Linked DNA regions of Capra hircus: region 2 is linked to region 1. The links are chromatin contacts, called in public Hi-C maps. All regions are on one chromosome and are shown on one strand. The core of a region is the stretch at or near the end of the contact, and the rest is flanking DNA. Distances in the headings are between cores, read along the strand shown. Region 1 holds the start of CHD2 (chromodomain-helicase-DNA-binding protein 2). Region 2 has its middle 79 kb from the start of CHD2.

Evidence for each region. A called contact is a pair of places that touch in the nucleus more often than the background predicts.
Region 2: a contact with region 1 is called in a Hi-C map of blood, with 6 times the contacts expected there. The contact joins the enhancer-like site here to the promoter of CHD2 in region 1. A contact is called at or near these places in 3 of 5 Hi-C or Micro-C datasets (blood and liver).

What each region holds. Positions count from the first base shown.
Region 1 is chr21:13,417,341-13,420,040 of ARS1.2, reverse strand. CHD2 (chromodomain-helicase-DNA-binding protein 2) reads left to right here and starts at 1,289. Exons shown (of 39, transcript XM_018065977.1): 1 at 1,289-1,907; 2 at 2,249-2,381. The coding sequence starts at 2,320.
Region 2 is chr21:13,496,692-13,499,391 of ARS1.2, reverse strand. No RefSeq gene overlaps it. Among named protein-coding and RNA genes, the nearest start is that of CHD2, 79 kb to the right of the region's middle. Within about 2 kb of position 1,316, at least 5 of the 5 cell types and tissues checked have an H3K27ac peak or open chromatin away from gene starts, as enhancers often do.

The DNA of each region.
Region 1 (2,700 bases), core at 40-2,539:
CATTATATAGAGAACAAATGATAGTTCAGCTTTTGTTTTGGTGAGAAAATGTTAATCACACCATGTTTGTAATTAATGTCAAATACCAGGATACACAAGTCAGTGATCAATAGAAATGTTGTATTCATTCTCATTGGCTGATTTGAGTTGGTTGGTTTATATAAATCAAAAGTGGAATTTTGGATTTTGATTTTGGTACAAAATTATCTTTTGTAGAAACTGTGGAATTGAGACTGGGTTTTGGTTATGGATTTTACATTTACCCGGGTGCAAATTATTGCTTTTGTTGAGTATAAATCTAAAGTTGGCTTCTCAGTGAGGGAAGGGTGGTGTTCTGGCAGATAACGCTGAATAGGAAAGTTGATTATTTTTGTATGTGTGAATGTTTTCTTGGGGTGCTTGTTGAGAAAGTTGAATAATTTGGTTTTGGCATTAGTGATTTTGTTTCTGTAGATGTCATGGTTTTGATATGTAGGAGAGCTTGCCCTGTGATATTACTTTGGTAACTTTTCCATCAGATATGACAGATTGTTACTAGTTTATCATTGTTGAAATGGGCATATACTTAGAATTTGATTTGGAATACAAGGGGATGGTTGAAATACATGTGTCGGTTTTGGAGGTGGAGTTTCTTGGGTTTGTTTTTTCATTGGTAGTTTCATGCTCTTGAATTTAATGACATTGTTTTTGCCTGAATCAGTATGGTATGAGAATTTTTGGGGTATGGTTTTGGCAAGGTTGTATAATGGGTTAAAGAATCTTGTGAAAATACAAAGAAAAGTTGAGATTTTTGAATAAAAACTAGTTGCGTTAATTTTTGCCCTAATGCAACTGAACACTAGGGAGGCGCTCTTGTGCCCCTTCCTTTCAGATGGGATGGAAAATTCCCCCTTAAATTTAATCCTGAGATAATTTTTAGGCTTCATAAGGAAGGCAAAACTTGAATTTTAATTTATGAAATTGAGGTTTTGCTTTTATTTAGAAACCATTTTACCATGGTGGGGGTAGTTTTTAAAAAGATTAGTACTTAAGCTGAGCTTTATATTCTCCTAAGAATTATCCCTTTTTCAAAATGGCTTGATAAAACACCACTTCCTGTCCAGAGAGGAAGTTATTTTAGCTCAAGGACTGAAATATTTAGCAGATCTTTAGACAAAAGGAACAAATTACATTTCTCTCTGGCTTAAAAAGGGTGTTTGAGCCAGAGGGGGTTAAGAAACCCTCCCCCCTCCGCCTGATGGGGTGGTCTGGAGGGGCAGGGAGGGGTGGGGGTAGGGGTCCTTAGGCTCCCTGGGATGGAGGATCTTTTTTTTTTTTTTTTTTTGGTGGAGATGAAGGGGTGGGTCTATGGTACATCACCTGAGTTGTGGGGTAAATGTAGAGAGTGTCAATCAAAGGCAGAGCTCAGAGCTGGGAAGGAGGCTCTAGATGGCGGCTGTGCCTTAGAGAGAGCGCGCTCAGCTCCCTGCCTTCGCCTCACTTTACGCAACTTTCCCTAACTTTCGGGCAGCCTCAGGGGGCCCCCGCAGCCCCCTGCCTCTCCTAGTGACTTACTGGGGTCGATTCGAACCTGTTTTAGGGAGAAAAGCAGCTTTTGGGAGCTTTCTTTTCGTGCCTTGTTGGAAAGAAGCAGCCGTACTGAGAGCCCAGGTCGTTGTTTTTTCCAGCTTAGAAGCCATGGCGCACCTCCATTTTTGTGCGCTCTCCTAATGAGGTTTTTTTTCTTCCGGACCCGTTTCAGGATTAATTGTTGCTTTATTTTTTTGAACAGTTAACATATTTGAGGATTATATTATTTATTTTTTGCTTTTTAACGGAGAATTTCGTTTTTATTTTTAATTATTTGGGATCTGATATTTTTCTACTACTAGATAGGACTCTTGCTTTGGACCTACTACATGGATCAGGTAAGTTCACGATCATTAGTGGTAATTTAAAAGATTTACATGTTTAAGTTTGCTCTATTTTCTGTAAATATGTGAAATTCCTGGATGACGCAATAAGATACAGAGATTGTTATTTGTATCCAGTGTGTTACTTTGAGAAACTTTCCTTATTGATAGTGATGATTCCCTCTGTTCGGTTTATCATGTTTTTTCTTTTTTAAAGGAAAAAATAGAAATACTTTGTTTTTTGGTGCTTACCGCCGTTGTGTTATAACAATATCGTTACATAGTCAGGACTTTGTTCCTGATAATAAAGCCATCGATAGAAGCTGGGACCTTACCTTTCTTTCAACTTTTGACAGTAAATACCTGGGCACAGGACTTCAAAGCAAACACAGATTCCCCCTCCCCCTTAATATTTAAGACTTAAAAGATGATGAGAAATAAGGACAAAAGCCAAGAGGAGGACAGTTCGCTACACAGCAATGCATCGAGGTATGAGCTATCAACTTTCTTCCTTTTTTCTTTTTTTTGGGGAAACCTCAGCTTACATTGTTTACCTTGACAGACAAGGATAGCTGTCTGTTTTATTTTAAGTATTTTACTAATTTGAGTTCGTTTTTTAAAGCGTGACCTTGAGATTGCTAATATGCCACACCCTAATTTTTTGGTAGCAATTTATGAAAGTTAAGTTGTGACTTAAGGCCTCTTACAGCAGTCAAAAGGTAAGGTACCTTTATTCAAGGGGGCCTTTCCTGCAAACCACAGGTTTTTTGACAGTAAATTTCAGTTTTTAGGTTTTCGTGCTGTGGGA
Region 2 (2,700 bases), core at 67-2,566, 79 kb before region 1:
GGGAGCACCGGAATCGGGGCGCCCTAGCCCGCACGTGGCTCCCCATCCCGCGTCCGGGAACCCGCGGGGCGGTGCACGCGCTCGGGGCGGACCCCGCTGGGACTCTGCGCCGACGGAGGGCAGAAGCCGCTTCGGAAAAGCGAGGTGGGAGGTTCCGGTTTCAAAGTCCTGAAACACAAGACACCGCGTGCCAAAACCTCGTGGCTGCGGCCGCACCAGCTTACAGTTTAAACTGCGTGTAAAGATGCCCGGGACCCACGCGAAAGCCCCTGGGGGACGGGCCCGCCCCGGGCGGGGTGCATCGGGAGCCCTGCCCCCGGGACGCGCCGCGGCGCACATACGTGCGACGGGCCGGGAAGGGAATGGCGAGGGCCGGGTCGGGCGGGGCGGCACGGCGCGGCGCGCAACCGGCCGCCAGGGGGCAGCCGCGCGTCTGCGGGCCGCGGCCGGCTGGAACCGGTCTGGCCGGAAGTTGGGGCGGTGCCTCGGCTTCCGCTGAGAGAAAGTGCCACGTGGCCGGCCGGGAGGGAGGCAAACAGCAAGATGGCGGCGGCAGGGGGCGGGGTCCGTTGGGATCCCCTGAGACCACGGGTCCCGTAAAGGGCGGCGTTCGCGGGGTGGGGTGGGCGAAGTGGTGCCCGGTCCCTCTATTCGAGCGTCTGAGGTCGCCCGACCGGACGTAGACGGGGGCGTGGGCCCAGCGCACACTCTGCGCCAGCTCGACCAGAGTCACCGCCGCGCGTTCTCATGAGCCCGCCGGCCAGCTTATCATTCGCGGCCCGTTTCCATTTGTCCCCTCGTTTGTCGCTCCCTGCCAACAAGGACGGCAGAAACGCCTTTCTCCGGGCGTTTTCGTCCTCTGATTAAGTGCGGCACATCGAGCCAGGGAGTCCTAGTTGAGTGAAAACGCCTTCTCTTTGCTACCATTTTCGGTTACCGTTTCCTGCCTTTGTTCAGAGGCTTAGCACTGCTTCCCTTCTGATGGAGGCAAAAAAAAAAAAAAAAGACCCTAGATAATCTGGACTTTTAAGTAGATTCCCGACCCTGTCCAGTCGTGGTGGGAGTTTGACTTGTACACACAGGAGCTGTTCTGGGATCGCCAGTGTGTGGCAGAGTTCGAAGTTCTGTTACATGTCACCTTGTACGTGTTTTCAGAAATAAAAAATGTAGGTGTGGATGGTTGCAAATTACACGGTGCAGGAAATAAAGCAAAATCAACGAGCATTGGGTGGCCTTTCCATAAAGGCCCGCAGTTTCCCCTTAGTTGTCCAAGGATCTAGAAATGGAATACGGAGTCTTTCTACCTCTGCCTGGCCAACGGTCCGACTCCGTTTTCTTTCTTCATCCAGTTTCGTTTTACTTGAGTTTGACGCAGCAGACCAAGTGTGGGTAAAAATAGTTAACACTGCCATTCGGCTTGTGGTGGTATATTTAGAATAAAGGAGAGACGTCAGTCCTTGTTTTTGAAATAAATCTCGTTTTTGAGAGTTAAGGTTCAGATTCTTGCTAATTTATGAGACTGTCGACAAGTTGAAAGGAAGCGACTGTTTTTGTTTTTAAATAATGGAACTCGCCTCCCAAAGGTTTGGGAGTTCAAAGAAAATTTTCTGAATGTAAAAAGGGCCCTGGTACACTGACAAAGCAGAAGGACACTAATTTCTCTATGAAGATGCCCTCACAGTTTCCTCAGTCTGGTGGGGATTTAAAAACTTGGGCTGTGATCAAAACTGCGTTGCTGTTACCTGATAGACTAGAAACAGTATAATGGGGTCGGGCGGGGAAACGGGTGGGGGGGATTAAAAAAACAGCTTAGTGTATTTTAAGGCTTAAATGCGGATTTCGTTTGTTTTTTAAACCCAGAGATTTGAGAGAATCTCCCTTCACCCACTCCTGTTTTGTAACCGCGCCTTCAGAGATGTCACTTCGGCCTTGTCCAGCACTTGGCAGAAGGGGCTGGAAGAAGTTTTTAAAGGATCTTTTTACCTGGAGGGGTTAGAACCGTCCCTTCCCTGAGCCTGGGAAAAGAATGCAAATTCTTCCGAGCAAATCCTTCCTTTGTTCAACTAAAGGAGGCTGCCTCCTCTTTCTCCTTTTGTAGTTACAGACACAAACTTGGGCAACTTTTTCTGCAAATGCCCCTGTTACTCAGGAGCACAAGAATTTGCATCCTCGGGCCTTCAGTTGTTTGCCTCCAGAATTTCACTAGCACTGCCTTCCTGTTAAAAGGAGAAAATGTATTTTAAAGTTTTAAATATTTCATAATAGCAAATTTGATTTTTTTTTAAAGGAAATTAAAAGAACCTGTAGCCTAGCAATTCAGAGATAACTTGTTCTTGTAGACACGGAAGTTTGTTTGGGGGGATTATATTTGTACACCTTGGTACCTTCTTCACTTGACTTTTTCAGATACGTTTTTAGTTTATATTACTTAAATTATGTTTGACACAATATAAATAATACAGACGAAGACAAAGAAAAAATCACTCAGAATGCCAATATCAAGGAAGAACCACTATTAAACAGCTTGTCTTTACTTGTCCTAAAAGAGCACTACACCTAGTTTGTAACTGATGTTTTGCATTTTGTCACTCAGTCGTGTCAGACTCTTTTCAACCCTGTGGACTGTAGCCCTCCAGGCTTCTCTGTCCCTGGGATTCTCCAGGCAAAAACACTGGAGTGGGTAGCCATTAGCCACTTGTA